Linked DNA regions of Mus musculus: regions 2, 3, 4 and 5 are each linked to region 1. A link is a contact called in public Hi-C, HiChIP or PLAC-seq and promoter capture Hi-C data. All regions are on one chromosome and are shown on one strand. Each heading gives the region's core, a stretch centred on a gene start, on an enhancer-like site or on the middle of the called end of the contact. The rest is flanking DNA. Distances are from core to core; before and after follow the strand shown. Region 1 holds the start of Nup35 (nucleoporin 35). Region 2 holds the start of P2rx3 (purinergic receptor P2X, ligand-gated ion channel, 3). Region 3 holds the start of Fkbp7 (FK506 binding protein 7). Region 4 holds the start of Itgav (integrin alpha V). Region 5 holds the start of Zc3h15 (zinc finger CCCH-type containing 15).

Region 1 (3,937 bases), core at 477-2,976:
AAGTTAAACTCAAACCAGAAGTCTCAACAAAAGCATATTCTAAATAGATATTTAGAAAAGACCTGTAACAAAATACAAAGGTTTTGGTAACATCACAACTATCATCTACAAGAGGGGTAGGAAAACTGTGACAACTGTAAGAGTTATCAAGGTGTGGTGAGATGGTTCAATGGGTCAAAGTCCTTGCCATTAAGCCTAAATTCAGTCCCAGGACACACAACACATCCATACACTTGCACATTATATAACAATCTAATTAGGTCAAGAAAAAACTCAGCTACCTAAATACACCGTGATAAAGTAGGAAGCCAGACTGCCACTAACCATTCCTTCATGACTAAACATAAAGGCTTAATGATTGCTGCATCCTGCACGTCTGAAATTCCACTTCTCAATCTCTGCCCCTAAATGTTAATTCCTTCACTGACTTCCTCAGAGAGGAGTGCCTGGGTGAGGTGCCAAGAGGATGTCAGACCAGCAGACACCTAAAACACGTGCAACATGTGACTCTGAACAGTTAATATCAGACAAAGTCAGAGCCTAAGCTAGGCAATATACAAGAATGTGTTCACATTTCTTACACCTGAAAATATGCTCTCCAAAATGTCACTGTTGGACAGAAAAACTGGAACTGCCCTGATCTCTAAATAATATGAAAAAAAAAATCAGAAAACAAGTTTTAATGCAACAGTGTATCTACATTATTAGCATTATTGGTTCAGTTTTTATGATAAACAAAATCAAGTTATGTCATTCTTTTTTCCCTTTTTGGTTTGGTTTTAATACAAGTTTTCTCGGTATAATCCTGGCTGTCCTGAAACTCACTTTGTAGACCAGGCTGTCCTCGAACTCAGAAATCCCACCTGCCTCTGCCTCCCAAGTGCTGGGATTAAAGGCGTGCGCCACCACTGCCCGGCTGCAACTCTATTCTTAAAACAACTTTTTACCCAAAACGTGGCAAGCATTACATGCCTTTTGAATCTACAAAGTTAGTTCTACACAATAAATACAATGCTTACTCTCTTTACCAAGCTTAGAGAGTTATAAACTAATAATACTACGATACGTCTAGGAAACTGTAGACAGGTTTTGTTTGTTTTCTGTTGTAGAATATGACCATTGTCACTACTCACAAAACTCAGCGGGAGTGGAGAATCAACATGTTAATTGGTTTGTTTTTTCTCCAAATACGGCATATTCGGAACGTTTCCCCAACAAATAATGGGGATAATTCTTTAGAATCAGCAGTCGTCCAATAGAGTCAAGTTCCAAAGTAAAAGGCGGGGGAGCCGGGCGAGCCAGGTTGGTTCTGGGTCATGCATTCATATACAAATTTCTTTTGTGACATTAAGATCCGACCTAGAAACCTAGGTGGCCCAGCGGCAACCGGTTACTACAGCGACCAGTGGCTCACCGCCCATCCTCGTGCATGCTTTCGGGGTACGGGGCAGGTGACCACAGTGCAGCCGGGCGCCGTGCCGGGTTCCCGGGTACCACCGCCCAGATGTCACCGGCCACAGCGCTCCCCGCTCCCTCCGTGGCGTGTGACACCTCCGGGTCAACAGCGCGCTGGCTGTGCCGCCGGGAAAGCCGCGGTCCACTCACCCAACGTGGGCGCCTGGGGATCCACCGCAAACGCTGCCATCGCAACGGCCGCTCCTACTCCAGCAATGAGCTTCCCAGTTTTCAAAAATGGCGGAAACTCTTATCACCGTAAGAGCCGCTCAGCCTTATGGGTTGCGCAACTTCCGGTCATGCTCTCTGCGGAGGCTGAGGGCGCTTCAGCCATTTTGGAAGAGGGCAACCTTCTTTACCATGTCTGGGATGCTAAGGAAGATTTTATGAGGATACCGAGAGCAATGTGAGACGTCTGCTTCTAAGACTAGTAAACCACAGTGGTGGCACACGCCTTTAATCCCGGCACTTGGGAGGCAGAGGCAAGCGGATTTCTGAGTTCCAGGCCAGCCTGGTCTACAGAGTGAGTTCCAGGACAGCCAGGGCTATACAGAGAAACCTTGTCTAGAAAAACCAAATTTAAAAAAAAAAAAAAAAAAAAAGAAGAAAAAGATCTTGGAAAGCCTCCTAATATGTTGTTGTTAATGCTTCATAAAGATTCCTTTGCTCTCTTGATAATTAGTGAGATTTTTGCATCAACTTCCCTAGCACCTATTAAAGTACATTTAATGAAACTATATATTCCTTTCTTTCAACTTGATTCCTGCACTTGATATAAGCCTTTTTTTCTCAAAATATGTTTTCCATCATCATTTCTTGTAGCTTTTTTTGTTTGTTTGTTTTTTTGGTTTTTTTTTTTTTTTGAGACAGGGTTTCTCTGCATCACCTGGTTGTCCTGGAGCTCACTCTGTACACCAGGCTGGCCTTGAACTCAGAAATCCTCCTGCCTCTGCCTCCCAAGTGCTGAGATTAAAGGCATGTGTCACCACTGCCCATGTTAATGATAAGGAAAGCCCTGGAGCCACAGGCATCCTGCCCATGGCATCTGTGTGCTCTCCTCTTCACTCTGCTACCTCTCCTTAGAGTATGTATATTCATGTGCTTATGTGTGTGTTAACATACATTTAGTTTTGGCTGGGCAGTGGGGCACACGCCTTTAATTCCAGCACTTGGATGGCAGAGGAAGGCAGATCAAAGAGTTCAAAGCCAGCCAGGTCTACAGGGGTGTTCCAGGACAGCCAGGGTTACACAGAGAATTCTATCTAAAATAAAAATAAAAATGCAAAAGCCAACAGCCTTGAGCCTGATACTGTGTTAAATTTGTGAGTCACTACAAAGAAGTCAGGTATGAATCATTAGACAGACTTGACCGCTCTTAGGAGAGTGTCATTACAGACTGAGAGACAGCGGTTTCTTCCTGTACAGGCAATACAACAACGCCATGGGGTTAGAGCTGGCTGTCACGTCTTCACAATGATTCCAATATTAAATGACAGATTCCTAGAATTCAATTTTATTTTGTTTGGTTTGGTTCAGTTGAGACCTGTTTTCCCTGCATAGTCCTGGCTGTCCTGGAAGTCACTTTATAAAATAGGCTGGCCTCCATGACTCTGCCTCCAGAGTGCTGGAATTAAAGGTGTGCACCACCACCCACCCACCCAGAATTAAAATCTGAAAACCACTTACATGTTCAGTTTACCTTTTTTAAAAAGGGTGTGCTGAATGCAATGCTGTACAACTTTAATTCCTGCTCTCAGGAGGCAGAGGCAAGTGGATCTCTGCAAGTTCAAAGTCATCGTGGTCTGTATATAGTGAGTTCCAGGAGAGCAAAAGCTATACAGACTCTGCCCCTTCCCCCCCCACACACACACACACAAAAGAATAAATAAATATAAATTTTAAAATAAGTGTGTGTTCTACATATCAAAAGATGCATGCCTTGATCTTGTACATATAAATCAGTGTTTACTCAGCAATGGTCTTTACAGAGACAAAAGCACATGATTTGTGCTGGATCACCAACTAATTGGTAACTTAAAGCATCGAAAAAAAAAAAAACCACATTTTTTTGAAGCCAGAAATCCAGACTATGTTTTAAAGGGCTCCTATCAAGGCAGCAATAGGCCTGGTTTCTTTGGAGATACAAGAGGAGTATGGGTTTCCTTCCACCTTCTAAAGACTATACTTGTCATTTGGCTGCTAGCATCACTCTGTCCAGTCAAAGCCAGAGGCATTGCATTTCCTTCCTCTCCCCTCCCCTCCCTCCCTCCCTCCCTCCCTCCCTCCCTCTCTCTCTCTCTCTCTCTCTCTCTCTCTCTCTCTCTCTCTGACACTTCTTCTTAAAGTTTCTATTATTATGTGACTAACACTACCATAGTGACTCATGTCCCTCTGCCTCCTGTCTAATGGTTCTTAGGGCTCACTCTCAACTCAAATAACCCATTTAGGGAACTAAGTCAATAATCACATCTGTTAAACACTT
Region 2 (3,937 bases), core at 1,044-3,543, 4.4 Mb before region 1:
CTCAACATCTTGCAACTCTTTGAGACTTTGCTCACGTTTTCGCTTGGGGGACACACTGATACACTGTTTCCAAAAAAGTAGTCAGAGTTAAGCTTTTCGTTCATAGATTCGAACTCTTTCCCCCTCTCTGCCTTTCTTTTGCCCAAGCCATTCTCACCATGGACCCTTTCACCTCCTGGAAGATGTCGTTGAACTCCAATGTCTCTGCCATGTTCACCTGCCCGTGGTGGCCTGAGCACACAGCCCTAGGCTGCACCAGAGAAAACGAACCCTTCTCTGGATGCTGTGCCCCAATTCCTGGTTAGTTGTGTAGATGTCCAGCAGGGTGGGAATCTGAATTCGGGAAGGAGACTGATAAGCAAGAAACAACGCCACCTTACTCCGCTCAGCCATGTACCTGGTATGTCTCAAGTTCTTTGCTGCCTGGGGATCTTACTGACCCGTTCTGCAGGGCTCCTGAGGCCAAGGCCCAGGACCCTAGGTGCAGAACCAGGCCTATAGTGGCGCTTACACCCCAACCCGACACCCTCTCGGTACGTTCCACGGACAGGCACGGCAACAATCGGCGGAACCTGAGACCCGCTCAGAGAGCGCACCTCAACTCCGCTCAGAGGGTAGTGTCCTGATCGCAGAGACCCCACCACCCCGGGGCCCCGCGTGAATCTACGTTTCTCCCCCTTCTTTTAAAATGGATTCGCCCATTGCCCGCGAATTTGAACGCGGATCGATCCATTCCGATCGTCCCGCGGGGGAGCGGGGCCCATGCACACCAGGGGCCCAGGGATCGCGACCACCCACCTCTAAGAGCTGCAGCCTCGCGACGGCACAGTGAGGGCGGTGGGCGCAGGGGGACGCAGGGGAGGGGGTAGGGATGCGGGGGAAGGGATGCCGGGGAAGCTTTTCCCGCGTGCGCAGCCCCGCGTCCCGCCACCGGAAGTCGCGCACGGACCATAGAGAGGAAGACTTGGCTAGAACGGCATCATCCGGGCCGACCAACGGGTACATTCGCCTAGAGCGTCGGCACTCCCCCTGGTCGGCTAAAGCGAGAGGCTTGCTATGGAATCCCACGCGGCTGAATTCTTGACTAGAAAACGGGAACACTCTTTAGAAAGTTACAAGCTGCTCTTCAAAGACTAGATTCCGAAGGGAAATTATGCGGTTTTATTAGGTGTTCAGGTTTGTATGTTTGTTGGAATCATGCACGCCCCTCCCTCCTGTGAAATAATCTGGGAAGGAGTCTGTTGAACAAGAAAAATACAGAGGTGTAGCCCCACTAGCTGCAAAGGAGATGCGGGTGTCGGCGATTGTGCTTGCTTTCCAGCTGTACCCTGGCAAGTAGATCAGATCCTTTCTGCAGTGAGTTCACCTACCCCCAACACTATCCTGTCCATATCCCTAATTTGTGGGTTCTCAGGAAGAGCCTAGCAGATGGCTGCATTAAATTCAAGTGGTGGTGTCGGATTTACCTTTGAGCTAGAACTTACTTGAAATCACATCAGCCTACGTTGGCAGAAGCCCGGATGGCCTCACATAGCACCGGAGTGCATCTTGCAAAATCTGAAGCCAGGTCTGACAGAGATGCTTGAGTTTATCTCATTTTACAGATGAGAAAAATGAGACCACAAAAGATTTGCGACTGGGTGTCAGTCCATTACCATCAAAACTGGAACCTAGAACACAGACTCTTTAACATCAGCCTTTTATAATCATGAGGGTTCAGGGTTTAGAGTGATTGCTAGCATATGTCCTACACAAAGACAGGATAAGCCCACAGTTTCCCTGAAATATCACTGCACTGACTTGCTAACTCAGTCCTGGGATATGATATAGATAAAAATGTGTTTTGTCATTCGGTGCTTGTGGCTTTAACCACTATCATTGCTAGCACTATTTAGCTAAGTCAAACTGGGCTTAAGACATAATGAAAACCTATTAATGCAGCACGTTTCTAGGATCTGACAAAACTGTTGAAGATCGTTAAAATAGCCCAGCCTCTTAGGAGCACATACCCTAACAAAAGATTTTAATAACTTCGGGGTTTAAAAAGAGAGGGAGTTCAGTAATTTCTGTGCAACTTGAAGAGTTGCAACCAACTAGAGTTAGAAATAAGCGACTTTCCGCTTTGTAGTATTACAAATCTGTAATCACAACACTCAAAGACTGGGGCAGGAGGATTGTGAATTTGAAACATGGCAACATAACAAGTTAGACAACATAATGAGATGCTGGAGGGCAGAGAGGAGGAGATGGTAAGAAATGCGTGTCTTCCTCCCAGGAGACACAGAACTGTCAAGAACCCTTTCTCCCTATTTGTGCTATTAGATAGAAATCGACAGACACTCAAGAGTGGAGTTCTTGGCTCAGGCAGATGAGCTAACTCAAGAGTGGGCAGTTACAAGGGGCTTTGGAGAATACAAAGCAGCTGGTGAGCTGGGATAGAGATGCCGCGTAAGAGAACAGAATAGAAACAGTAGACAGAGTGCAGATGAAACATAAGTCCCAGAGGGCCCTAGCCAGCTGCATCTCAGGCAATCTGGAGCCCGGGATTGGAGACCCCACCCCTGCTGTGACATCACAGGGGAGTGGAGTGAAGATGAATAAAAAGGTGGTCCACCGCCCTGGCCCTGGACTGTTGGCTTCTAGAGTGTCAAGAGGAGAGACGAGGCACTGGACTACAGTTGCCTGGCTTATAGGAACTGGCTCTTTTCCTCAAGCCCCATTAAGCAGCCCACTCCAGTTCTTGATCTCTGTCTCCCAGTCCTGAGGTCTTTTCTCTCCTTGGGCTGCATCCACAGCCTTTCTGGGTGGCTGTGAGCACTTTCTCAGTATGAACTGTATATCAGACTTCTTCACCTACGAGACTACCAAGTCGGTGGTTGTGAAAAGCTGGACCATTGGGATCATCAACCGAGCCGTTCAGCTGCTGATTATCTCCTACTTTGTGGGGTGAGTCCATGGTCCTTCGGATGGTGGGACAGAAGGGCTACCTGATGTCCTTCCCTCCCTCTCCCAAGGCTGCTCTGCAGCTCCTAGACCCTCTTCTCTGGGAAACACTTTGATTTGTGGGAGCCATGTCCTCAGGATTGGCCTCTGCCACTCCCATCTAGACCCGTCTCAGGTGCATTATTTTACCCAGAATCTCTTCCAGGATTCTAGACACATACGCCAAGAATATGAGTCCATTCCCTGGTTAAGAAAGGACCCATATGGTCCATCTTCCCAGACCAAAACAAAAACAAAAACCAAGTCAGACCCCTCCCCACATTTCCCCATTCCCCTCCATTGAGTCTTTAGAGTCCCAGAAAGATAAAGGAACGCAGGAAGGAGGAATGAAAACCAGGGAGATGGGCTGATGTGTGGAAGAAGAACCAGCTAGAGAGGAAAGGGGAGAGCTGGCTTTAATGTAGACTTAGGAATTTCTTCTTGTCATAGGGCTAGATGGTGAGAGGTTAAAAAGCAAGAGACATCTGTTCTTGGAGAGCAGGAGAACTGCCCCCCAAGCTAGACAGAGGCACAGACACACTCAAGGGAAGACCTGCCCAAGAGAAAGGTACCTTTTCTGACTTAGTGTGGGGCTTTTCCCCAGGAATGCAGAAATGATACCTATTGTTAAACAGCATAAATTCTCGCCTCACTCTGTGTCATAAGACACATGCTAGGGGTTGCTCAAGGACCAGCCAGATCCCAACACCGCCCTCCTGCACACATACAAAGGGACTTTGGCAAACAATGGCTGGGAGGAAAGCACGGGTCTGTCCTTCTTGCGGTCATTTCTACACACTGGTTGGCACCAGGAAATGCAGGCAGAAACCTCAAGGGTTTTCTTTCCTGGCTTGTGGGTCTGTGGTCGCTTGCCGTTCCTTGAAACGATGAGTCTGTTTGTGAAAGACAGCCACTGACTAGATCATGAGTTAATTCAGGCAAATCAAAGAGTATG
Region 3 (3,937 bases), core at 876-3,375, 4.0 Mb after region 1:
GCGGGACGGCCGCGTGCCCGAGGCTGCGCCGCGCGCCCTCGTGGGGCGGCTCCGCGGTCCCCCGCTCCCCGGCTGCCCCGCATCCGGACATCTCCAGTCCGCAGCAGACCAACTCCCGGGGCATCCTGCACAAGGCGGCTGCCGAAGGCCTCGCCTCCTTCGGATCTTTTTCAATAAAATCAAGGGTTGCTCATTTCTTGGAGCTTCCAGTGCTCACACTCCGGGGAAGTAGGAAGTTACCTCCTAGGAAAAGCTGGAGCAATGGCAAGGCCCTGTAATCCCAGCACTCTAGAGGCTGAGGCAGGAAGGACCAAAGGCCAGCCTGGGCTACATCCTTCTTTTAAGAAAGTAGTATGCAGGCCAGAGAGGTCCTCCAACAAGGTCTTATGGAACTAGGGTTGGCAAGATAGCTTTCCAAGTAAAGCGCTTGCCTCCGGGAGCTTGACCAGTACTGTCCTGGGGGCCTCACACAGTGGAAGGAAAGAACCTCATTTACACATGGGCCATGTTACACGCATCCCCCCCCCGGCCCCCCCCCCACACACACACACATTTTTTTTTCTTTTAATGTCATACATCACGATGTATGCCTTTAATACCAGCATTTAGGAAGCAGAGGAAGGCAGATGAGTTCTGTTAGTTCCAAGCCTGCCTGGTCTACGCAGTGACTTCTAGGCCAGACAGACCCCCCTTCTCTCTCTCTCTCTTTCTCTCTCTCTCTCTCTCTCTCTCTCTCTCACACACACACACACACACACACACACAGGAAAGAAGAGGTTAAGAAGAAAAATGTTAAGAAGGTATCGTGCATCCTATTTTTGTTTTGTTTTTAAAAGGATTTCTCTTAATTTTTTTTTAATCTCACTTGGAAGGGCGTCCTTACACACTTGACAACTTTTAGATTTAGAAAGTTTTGCAAATTCCAATTACTTTGCATAAAGCAGAGTCAGTATTGAGGTAGTGAAATCCCTGGCTTATCCTTCCAGGAAGGCTGACTGAATAGGGTGATCGGGATGTCCACTTGGGGAATCGACGAGCTGAATATTCAACAAATCACATAGAGTTCAGTAATGATAGTTCAACTGTGGAGGGCATCTGACACTTACCATAAAATTCGAGTTTTGTGTTGTTTGAAAGGTTTATCATACTAAAAGGATAAGGGGGATATATCAAGAGACTGGACTAATCTCTGTTGTCTATTAGCCAGCTGTGAAATTGGAACAAAATGTTCAATAGTCAGTTTTCCTGTCTGATGTGAATGAATTCTCATGGGAGAAAAAAAAAAAAAAAAAGCTTTTCTCTGCTAAAGGCCTTCACCTCAAGGGCGGCCTCAAGAGGTTAGGGACAGAAACACAAGTTATCTTTTGCAATGCCGGGCATGGGCTGCTGAAGCCCTGGAGACACTCCACTGTGTGTTCTGAGAGTCTCCTGGCTGCATGCGGTAGACATGGCCTGGAGTCTTTTTTCGCAGTACTCCAACTACCATATCCCCCCCTCCAAAAATATCCTTCAAGGACTTCCACAAATATCCAGAGAAGAGCAGCCAACCTATATTGTCAAGAACCTATTCTTCCAAAAATGTCTGCATCCACTGTGCCTGTCAAGTCCGTAGGGGCCTTAGAAGCCTGTGATTAGAAAGAATAACGACTAGAATATCCCACCGTGACCTGTTTGCATTTTGTATCAATTTCTTGGCCCAACATTTTAATATTTTAAAAATACTGTATTTAGGATCCTACAGCTATCTATTCTTTTTCTATGGCCAAATGGGTCAGTGTAGCATTTAAAAATTTAAAACCAAGCCATTCAAGCAATCCGTTAGCAGAGGCAGTGTTGGAGAGGCAAGATCAGGGCATCAAGTGGAGCCCATAAAATTTTGCAGCATCTCCTAAGTGCCTAGAAACGACCACCATAATGCCAGTTTTATTTCAGGAAACGCAAGTCTGACTACTGCAGGCGAAAGAAACCTGCGGACAGGGTGTGCGGTGCTATTCTAGCCAGAGTACAGCCAACCGGAGCACCCAACGGCCAAGACACACTCCAACCGGCGGCGATTTGCTGGTGCGAGAGGGGGCGGGGCCTCTCGTAGCCCCGCCTTGGACCTTTGTGACGTAGGACAATGCCTGCCACGCGTCCCAATTCAGTCTGATCAGCCTGCTGACACTCTGTGGGGCTTACACTGGGCCTGGGAGTGCTGCTTTGGGAAACATGAATCTCCTATTCAGACTAGCAGTTTTCCTTAGCCTGTGGTGTTGTTCCGATGCTCAGGGACAAACAAAAGAAGAAAGCACTGAGGAAGTGAAAATAGAAGTTTTGCACCGTCCAGAAAACTGCTCCAAAACAAGCAGGAAAGGAGACTTGCTAAATGCCCATTACGATGGCTACTTGGCTAAAGACGGCTCCAAATTCTACTGCAGGTAGGAGATGCTCCGTCCAGTTCAAGTTCAGTTGATAGACCACATCTTGCCCACTACCACCAGCAGCAGCAGCCAGAGCCTAACTGGTTGTTTTGTTTTAAGGTTTTTTGGTTTTGTTTTTTAACAGTAAATTAAGCCTTCATGCCGATTTAGATTAGAAGACATTCCCTAAACAAAACTGAATGTTTTTAGTTATTTGAAATGTAAGCGCAGTAAACTGACTGCAGACTCACTACGTCAGGCAGAGCACTGACCACCACCACTGTCCTTGGAACCCGGAAAACTAAATCTAGAGGCTTCTTGAAAAGATATTCACACTTTCTCCTTACCCAGAGCTGAAGTCTGATTCCAAACAGAGTGTATAAGAAAGCTACCGCGTTTCCTTCTGGACTTTGTGGGTCATTTTCTAAAACTCTGGTTATCACATCCATTCTCTCTGTTCCCTAGTCCGGTCTGACTGAATGCAGTCTGTTTAGCTGTACTGTTTCCCCTCAAAGACAGGCCAATCTTTCCAGTCTAGCAATTCTTTCCAATTTAGAGGAAAACTTATTCTTCCAACGTAGAAGAGAAATTTGACAGGATGCTATTTTTCAGTCGTTCTTAAAATGAAATTTAGGGCTCAGCCTGCCCCTTTGGTTTGGGAAACAAACCCAGAGAAGGTAAATGAGTCATTTTGTTCAAGCCATCCAGCTAGTTAGAGGCAGGAGACCCATTTTTAAAAGTGAACCATTGAGTAGTTTTTGTAAGGACGGCAAAAATCAGAAATCAGAATGTTTTCCAATGATATGCTCTGCCAATTTATGGGGAAGTTTGATCCAAACAATTCGCAAAGGACAGAGTTCTGAAGGGTGCAATGTGGGGAAAGAGATTCCAGTCTTAAGTAACAAGTGCCTGAGCTGTATTTAAGTTTCCTTTATGAGATGGTCTTACTTACACACTAAGTATGGTTTCTCATAGCCGGACACAAGATGAAGGCCACCCCAAATGGTTTGTTCTTGGTGTCGGACATGTCATAAAGGGGCTGGACATTGCTATGATGGACATGTGCCCTGGGGAAAAGAGAAAGGTGATTATACCGCCTTCGTTTGCATATGGAAAAGAAGGCTACGGTAAGTTGTGGGTTTTTTTTTTTGCTGTATCTTTTAGTAGCTTTAAAAAAGATAAGTCGTTTATAAAAAAAATCAAAACAAATCTGTATATTCTTTAAAAATGGAAGTAAGTCTCAAAGAGATATTTGCATATCTATGTTCTCAGTAACAGCACAGTCCACAAGAAGCAAGATGTGGAAGAAACCCAAGAGTCCAGAGATGGGAGAGCAAATAAAACAATGGGTATAGGGCACACAGTGAAATATTACATAGGCTTTCAAAAGAGTGAAATTCTGACTCATGCTACAGTGTAGATGAACCTTAAAGACTAATCCGCTAAGTGAAAGACGCCAGACACAAAAAAATATCAATACTGTAGGATTGCAATTATATGAAGTATCTATAATAGTCAAGCCAGCAGACACAAAAGCA
Region 4 (3,937 bases), core at 821-3,320, 3.1 Mb before region 1:
TCTACAAAGTGAGTTCCAGGATGGCCAGAGCTATACAGAGAAACCCTGTCTCGAAAAACCAAAAACAAACAAACAAACAAAAAATACATGGAAAGGAGAAACTTTTAAACAGTGAGCTAACTAAAGCGGTCTGATAGAGTGGATGTGGCTGTAGCTCAGAGGTATATTACAGACTCAGCAGCCTGGGCCCCTGAGTAGAACCCCAAGCTCTACTCTATCCATACAAAGAGATCATTCGCATGGCGGGAGTGGTTAAATGTCTGCAATTGGTGCTTCTGTGGTTTTTTGGTTTTGTTTTTGTTTTTTTGGAGAGTGTGAGCTCAGGTCTAACAGAAAGCACTGACAATGTGAATCAAACCGTGCTCTACATAAACAATGTCGATTTTTGCCAACCCCACCCAAGCTACAGGTTGCTTTAAGGACTGGTTCCTATGATACTCATCAGTGTTCAGGAAAACGGTGACAAACCCTGGAGGCTGCCCCAACTACCTCAGACAAATACTTAGGTCACCTTCAAATGAACCTTGTATCACCTACCCATCAAAATTATGCCTTGCACCTCCCCAAAACTAAATTGGGGGGGGAGTTGGGGGTTTGTGGTAAAAAAAAAATATGTTGTTACCCCAAGGGGTACACTAAGAAGTAACTAAAGAAACCGTTTCTTTGGAAATACAATGTAATAGACATGAAAAACATCAATTTAATCGGGGTTTCCTACACTAGTAGGGATGAGAATGATGCCAGCGTTGAGTCAAAGACAACTTTAATCCAAAAACACGACATTAGCCGTCACAAATCCTCAGGAACTTTGCAACACGGGACGTGAGTAATTTGAAAGCCTACGTGACCTGCTGTATTCTTCAGCATTGAAGTGACCTGCAGAGAGTGAAAACTCAGCAAACACCCTCGCTCTGTCTGAACAATGACCTAAATAGTGGACTAGAAAGGAGCAGATGACGCATTCCATTCATCTGGTGGACCTTAAACGCGCAAAGGTCTCATAGTCCTTTACAAATTAATACAACAATTTGGTCACTTTAGTCATCGGAGTGTCTAGAAGAGGAGTGGGAAAAAAACCGAGAGAGAGAGAGAGAGAGAGCGAGAGAGAGAGAATCAGACGAAGGAAGAGCTAATTTCAGAAAGCAAAAAGCACTAGGAAGAGGCTAACTGGTTGATACGGAAGAAAAAAATTCTGGGGCCAAGTGAAGCAAGTTACGGAATGACAAGAGATGGCCAAAAGTCTCGCAGGACAAGCCTGTACAGATGTCTCACTTTTCCTGGATGCTTAACAGAGCTCCTTCAAAGCTCTCTCGCACTGTCCCCAGCCAATCAGAAGAAGTTGGGGACACGGTGAAACTGGATGCTGAGTGTCAGGTTAGGTCATCCCCACAAAAGTTTCATCCATGCCAGACCTGGGCCAGCCGCGGCATGGAGAGAGTAGGCGGGTTTGGGGCCGGGAGGACCCTGGAGCCAGCGGCTGGGTGCGGATCCGCTGAGGGTGCGCGGTGGGGGAGGGGGCGCCTGGGGACTCGAGCGCGGCCACTTACGAGGACGTGCTGGGCTCGAAGAAGTCCACGGCGAATCCGAAGTAACTTCCCTCGGGACCCGCATACTCGGCGGGACTTTCGACGTCCAGGTTGAAGGCGTCGGCGAGGGGCAGCAGGAGACCCGGCAGCAGCAGCAGGAGGCCGCCGGGGCGAGGGCGTAGCAGCAGGCGCCCGGGAGCAGCCATCGCCGGGGCGCGCGCGGGGCGCAGAGCCGAAAGACTTCAGTCCCTGTCCCGGTGCTCGGTGGCCGCGGCCCGCCGCCTGCGCGCCCCCGAACTGCCGAGCTGTGCTGTGCGCTTGCGGTCAAGGGCGGCGGGGCGGCCGGGCGGCGCGAAGCTGAGCCGGGCGGCACCCAGGAGGAGCGGTGTCCGACCCGGGACTCCGGCTCTGTCGCTGGCTCGCGCGGTGCCTGGCGCTGAGAAGTGGCGGGGCGAGCACAGTACCTCGGAACCGTGAGCAGCCCGGACTGGGGGAGGAGGCCGGGGAGGAGGAGGAGCCGGCCAGGCCGGGCCGCCCCGCCGAAAGAGGAAGTCGCGCTCACGGTGGCCTCCCACAGGAGAAGGCCGGGCGCACTTCCGTGCGCGCTGGCGGCCGGTCCTCCGAGGCTGTCCCGGGACTGCGGCCCAGATCCAAAGGACCAGGGGGGCAGTGGCAGCGCGCCTCCAGCCGAAGCCCTGCAAGCCGGGGACTGGCTGCAATCAAAAGAAAAAGAACCAGGCACACCCCGTTCCCTGGTTCCTCCAGGCACTTCTGAGGGACTTTTGTTTAAGAATGCGGAAAGCTTTATCCGCTTCTCTTACTTCTGCCACTTAGCCCGGCAGGCGCTCACCAACAGAACTCTGTAATTATATGCCATTTCCCTCCCCTTCCATCCTCCACACACTGAACTTAATTATAAACTCCCAGAGGGCTAGCACAGCTCCTCCCGGATGCGGTGTGTGGAACTGGATCTCACTGGCTGACAAAAACGTTGCAAGGCAAAGTTTAGGTGATGAGCCTCTCAAATCCACCCAGAAGACTTCAAGCCTGTGCTTGGATCTTCTCTTTTCTTTCTTTTACTTCCTTTCCTTTTTTCTTTTCTGTTTCTTGCTTTCCAGTTCCAATTCTTCTTCTGGCCTCTGTGTGTATCAGGCATGTACGTGGGTCACACCCATACACACAAAATAAGTCTTTTTTGTTTTGTTTTGGTTTTTTTTGGTTTTTTTTTGTTTGTTTTTGTAAATTTGCTCAGTATTCCTGTGTTCTATGTATATCAAGTGCTAAACAATTTGATGAATGGGCCGGGAGTGGTGATCCATGCTTTTAATGTGGTGGCAAATGCTTTTAATCCTAGCACCATGAAGTGAGAAGCAGGAGGATCTGGTCTGTGTAGCAAATTCCAGGCTGGCCAGGCCTACAGGTAAGACCTTGTCTCAGAAGGGAGGAGGAAGAGGAAGAGGAGGAGCAAGATAAGAAGGAAGAGGAGGAAGAGGAGAAGGGTGAGACGAAGAAAGAAGAAGGAATGAAGAATTTGGTCAATAGGATAAAATGATTAAATATAAATGCATTGCTTAGGCCTTGCATACTTCCAAGTAAAGTAGTGGAGAATTTGAACTATTTTCCCAAAACAGTTATTAAAAATCAGTCCCAGACTAAGCACAGAGGCAGTAGGCCCCCCTGAGCCCAGTCAACATAAGAAGATCCCTGTCTCACACAGCAGAAAAAACACCTCAGTGTCAGCATGCATTCATCTCATAACATAAGTAATCATGTGTGGGGGTGTGGATAGCCTTAGTTGGGTTAAGCAAGTTGATTTTTAAAATGTAAAAAATAAGCAGCAAAACTGTTGGGAGATCTTATCAGCCACAGGCTAATACCTATGTAAAAGCCACCTCAGAGACAGGAAATCCTGTGTGGATACTTATACACAAGACCCTGTGGTTGCTCTTTCATTCCTTGTCACCATTTGGGATCAGAATGTGGGGTTTAAGAGGCAGACAATGATTCGTGGAGAGCAAGAATGTTCTGTGCACTCCCTGTGTTCTCTGCATCTCTTTCTGAAAACCATGCTGCCGGCCAGTCGGGTACCCTCAGGTCTAGAGACTAAAGACAAGTCTGGGATTTTCAGTTTCTCATTCAGATGGTCATCACACACAATTTTTGAAAGAAATCGTGCCTTTTACTGGATGGAAATGAAAAACTACGGCATTTTCTTACATGATAACTACTTGAGATTTGTTCTTAACATGTGAATAAACTGCACAGCTTATTCTAACTATAGCCATTTAAAATCCCACCTTAATACAGTTCTTTAACCACAAAAATTCCAAGTCTGGAAGTTATTCTTTGTGCTTCTTCCACAAATGAACAATCTAACTAGGACTTAAACACAGAAAGTTGAACATTTCTAC
Region 5 (3,937 bases), core at 641-3,140, 3.0 Mb before region 1:
TTAGGGCTAATAGACTATTATAAATAACTTTAATTTTGCTGTTGTCTTTCGATCGAGACAGGGTTTCTCTGCGCAGGCCCAGAGTCCTGAAACTTACTCTGTAGACCAGGCTACTCTTGAATTCAGAGCTCTACCTGCCTCTGCCCTTCTGAGTGTCATCTCCACTGTCAGGTGACAAAAATTAACGAAACAAAAAACCCTTTAGTCTCATTAATTAAAAGTGGTTATAGGTCCAAGTGGCCTGAAATACATTCTATAATGTTTTGTAACATTTATTTTTGAATGGAAATTTTACTGTTTTGTGGTCTATTTTATATTTATTCAATCTCAGTAGTTTGTAAGTAAAATGCTATTTCTGAATGTCCTTTGTTGGCACAATATTGAATTGCCACCAGATTATTATTCCCAGAGATTTAAGTCTCCCAAATCCTGATTTTTTTCTTCAGATGTAAAGGTGACAATTATTTTTCTTTCTTTTATTTTCCCTTGGACAAGAGTTTCTCTGTGTGCTCTGGCCATTCTGTAGACCAGGCAAACTGTCTACTGAGATGAAAGGCACACACCAGCACTGCTTGGCAACAGTTTTGCTTCCAGATGTTTGGCTACGGCAGTTCTACCTTAGAACTCCAACAGTCAGTAAATTATTAGATGTGTTCACATTAATTTTATTTAAATTAAATCAGCCAACTTTAACTACATACAATCTGACAAAAGATTAATCTCATTAGCGTGTATAAAGGAACCCTGGCGAATTCTCACTTCTATCTTTCAAGGCTATAACAATCAAATGTTGAAAAAAAACGATCATAAGCAAACATCTCATTTCGAAACCCCAAACATTCATTCTGGCTATTTTAATAAGAACGAGCCTACTAAAGGTTACTTTATACTCAGATGCTGTAAAATAGTCATCTTTTCTTCCAACTACATCCAAGTCTATGAGGTACCATTTACTTTTAAATGAGGATTAGTATGGAAGAAATACGTTTATCGAATGTGAAATTTCATTACCTATCTTAAGGAAACTCAAGTAGACAATCGTTGTAACCTGAGGAACATTTAAGAACATCAGTACCTTGCCTCACTCACTGAATGCCTACAAGTTCAATGCATTAAAAGACGCTCGTGTGTGTGTGTGTGTGTGTGTGTGTGTGTGTAGGTAAACTGGGAGCTCCCAATTTAACATAGGTACTGTGACAGAGCCTACGTTTAATTCAGACTCCATGTATGAACGAAGCATTCTGTACAAAACCGCTGGGCCACGCTTTTTGGGAAACCTCTGTTCTTGACACGAAAGTTTCCAGATGGACCAAACACCAAAAGAAACAACAACAACAAAAAAGTGGTAAATAGTCCGCTGGCTCTTGAAAATGAACAGCGCTACCTCTCACTGCCTGATAAAGAAAAAAACCAAACCCAAGGCGTCAGGTCAGTCAGGAGGGGCCTTCCAGAGCGCCACTCAGCTTGTTTTTTCAGGCACAGCCCGAGGAGCCGCGGAAAGTCGTGAGCATCGAAAGGCCGGGCCGGGGGTCCCTGGGCGGCCGAGTGGGCGCGGCGGGCGCGTGGGTGGAGACGCGGCGAGCGCGGGGGCGCAGCGGCCTCACTACAGCGATGAGGGGCGGCGAGAACCACTTCAGTCGGGGCCCACCGGGCCGGGCGCCGACACGTGGCCCCGGGGAGCCGCGCTCCGCAGCCCGGCGAGCCCCAGCCCGGTGCGGCGGGGAGGGGGAGGGGACGTACCTCGATGATCTTCTCCTTCTTCTTCTGCTCCGCCTTCTTGCTGCCCCCGGCCTGAGCCTGTTTCTTGGGGGGCATCGCGGAGGCGGGGGGCACCGGGCCGACTGCGACGCAGATGGCTACCGTCGGGGCGTCCGGCAGCTCGGCGGGAGCAGGAAGACCCAGCCGCCGCCGCAGCGCACGGAAAGCGACTCGCTCATTCGCCGCCCGGATGTGGCCTTTGCGACAGCACGGCGCCGCTATGCACTGTGGGGCGCGAGGCGAGGCGCCCGGAAGTGGAGCTGCGCGTGCGCTCCGGCTGCGCCGAGCCGGGAGGGGGCGTGGATGAGACGTGGGAACTGGGAAAGGCGCGGCGTGTGACGCCTCCTTTTGGTGAGGCGCTTGCCACTTGCTTGGCTTCGTCCTTCATTAGCACCGCGAGTGATGCCTCCTCACCTCACTTGTATAGACCCCTGGCGTAGAGAGTTCTAGATCTAGTTAGCACTGGACAGTACCATCTTGAGTAATCACGGAGCGGCTGCATCAATTATGAGCTACTGTCTTGTCCTCTGGAGGGGCAGGGTTGCAATGCAGCACCTTCAGTATGAAGTTGCGTAAAGAAATAAAGTTTCATTTGGAGATCGTCAGACGTGGAGTCCTAGTGGGTGAAATCCTTAGTTTCTCTTCAAGTCCTGTACTAATTTTAGGGGGCTGCCTTAACGATTCCGGAAAAAAAAAAATCACTATTTTACTATGTCAAACTAGCCTAACAGTATGGGCCAAGCCCAATTTAAGGTTAGTTTAAGTGTTTGGTAAATTCCATAATGACTTTACACACACGATTTCACTCATTACATCTACACTGAGGTACGAATGGTTAACTGTTAGCACTGTTTGAGATGAAACGCAGAAAGAAAGGTGGCTAAATGTAAAATCCAAGATAAGAATTTCAGCCTGGTTAGTCTTGCTTCAGGGCTCTGTTTATATTGTAGACTAAACCAAAAGTATGGCTTTTGATATGCAAATGAATCTACTATTTTTTATTCAGCCAAATACTGACTTTAAAAAAGCACACAATGAATGGCTGTTCTTTTGCATGGTTACTGTTTTACCTACATTGATTAACAGAAGAATCATCCTTCCAGAGAAGGGAGTTATTAGTTTTTCAACAATTTCATAAGCAGAAAACTACTTTGGAACCCTAATGCCACCATGAGGGAAATGGACAGTGTTCATCTGATGGCAACCAAAGCAAAAAGAGACACTTAGGGGCAGGGGACCCAATATTCCTTTCAAGGGCTTTCCCCAGTGATCTACTTCCCTTCATGTGTTCCACTCTCCCTAGGAGTGTCACCCAACTCAACAGGAGCCTTTGTGGAACACTGTGACAGTTTACTTTTCTGTATTATTTATTCTTCAGAAGTTGATTAAGAATTCCTGTAGTAGCAGAATGTAGTAATCTTAATATCCCCCTTTTTAGTGATTCATTTAATGTCTCTAATTTTAAAGAATTTTTTTATGGCAATCGTAAGTATGGAAAAGTTGTAAACAATCTAGAATTTCACAGTCATAGCTGAAAAATCATAGTTCACTATTATCTTTTGTTCCTAACTTCTAACTAAACCTATCCCATGCTAATGCTAGACTATGTGACCAATATTCTTAATATATTCTCTTATATGGAAATTAGAGTTGGTTTTAGTTGTTTATAACCAAAATTTGTTATGGACTGAACTGTTATGGGCTGAATTGTGTTTTCAAAACTCACAACGTCTACTACTTCAGAATGTAACTACATTAGGAGATAAGGGCATTATAAAGGAAATAGGTAAGTTAAAATGAGACTTTCAGCATAGACCTAATCCAATCTGAATGGAGTCCTTATTAAAAAAAAAGGAAAAATTGAGTTTAAAATTTTTTTGAGACAGGGTCTCCTTAAGTTGTTTACATTGGCCTTGAACTTCTAGCCTGGACTGGCTTTGAATTTGCCATCCTCCCATTGAGCCTCCCGAATAGCTGGAATTGCAGATTTGTGTTATGAGCCCTGGTATAAGAGAGAATCTATATTGTGCACAGAAGCAAGAAAAATCACATGAAGACATAGCGGGAAGGTCTGTGTCAAGGAGAGGCCTTAGAAGAAAGCAAACACAGGAACAGGACAAACACAGGGATAGGACGGAGTCTAGCAAGTCAAAGCTTTGAGTTCAATTTCCAGCATCAT

Evidence for each region. Promoter capture Hi-C pulls out the DNA fragments that hold promoters and counts their contacts. A called contact is a pair of places that touch in the nucleus more often than the background predicts. HiChIP or PLAC-seq counts read pairs in DNA pulled down with a chosen protein or histone mark.
Region 2: a Hi-C map of pre-B cells shows a contact between it and region 1, with 8 times the contacts expected there. The contact joins the promoter of P2rx3 here to the promoter of Nup35 in region 1. A contact is called at or near these places in 2 of 484 Hi-C or Micro-C datasets (CD4 T cells and pre-B cells).
Region 3: a contact with region 1 is called in a promoter capture Hi-C map of pre-B cells, with 6 times the contacts expected there. The contact joins the promoter of Fkbp7 here to the promoter of Nup35 in region 1. A contact is called at or near these places in 1 of 39 promoter capture datasets (pre-B cells) and 1 of 484 Hi-C or Micro-C datasets (CD4 T cells).
Region 4: a contact with region 1 is called in a promoter capture Hi-C map of pre-B cells. The contact joins the promoter of Itgav here to the promoter of Nup35 in region 1. A contact is called at or near these places in 3 of 39 promoter capture datasets (cranial neural crest, frontonasal cranial neural crest and pre-B cells).
Region 5: a contact with region 1 is called in an H3K4me3 HiChIP or PLAC-seq map of pro-B cells, with 19 times the contacts expected there. The contact joins the promoter of Zc3h15 here to the promoter of Nup35 in region 1. A contact is called at or near these places in 5 of 39 promoter capture datasets (cranial neural crest, liver, maxillary cranial neural crest and 1 more), 4 of 484 Hi-C or Micro-C datasets (CD4 T cells, the G1E-ER4 cell line and cortical neurons) and 5 of 115 datasets of contacts at active chromatin or transcription factors (astrocytes, forebrain, large pre-B cells and 2 more).

The regions. Positions count from the first base shown.
Region 1 is chr2:80,636,601-80,640,537 of GRCm38.p6, reverse strand. It overlaps Nup35 (nucleoporin 35), which reads right to left and starts at 1,726. Exons shown (of 9, transcript NM_027091.4): 1 at 1,606-1,726. The coding sequence starts at 1,645.
Region 2 is chr2:85,034,190-85,038,126 of GRCm38.p6, reverse strand. P2rx3 (purinergic receptor P2X, ligand-gated ion channel, 3) reads left to right here and starts at 2,293. Exons shown (of 12, transcript NM_145526.2): 1 at 2,293-2,946. The coding sequence starts at 2,828. Ssrp1 (structure specific recognition protein 1) reads right to left here and starts at 1,007. Exons shown (of 17, transcript NM_182990.4): 1 at 799-1,007; 2 at 158-333. The coding sequence starts at 211.
Region 3 is chr2:76,671,286-76,675,222 of GRCm38.p6, reverse strand. It overlaps Fkbp7 (FK506 binding protein 7), which reads left to right and starts at 2,125. Exons shown (of 4, transcript NM_010222.2): 1 at 2,125-2,417; 2 at 3,375-3,526. The coding sequence starts at 2,209.
Region 4 is chr2:83,722,530-83,726,466 of GRCm38.p6, reverse strand. Itgav (integrin alpha V) reads right to left here and starts at 2,070. Exons shown (of 30, transcript NM_008402.3): 1 at 1,548-2,070. The coding sequence starts at 1,732.
Region 5 is chr2:83,642,531-83,646,467 of GRCm38.p6, reverse strand. Zc3h15 (zinc finger CCCH-type containing 15) reads right to left here and starts at 1,890. Exons shown (of 10, transcript NM_026934.3): 1 at 1,741-1,890. The coding sequence starts at 1,815.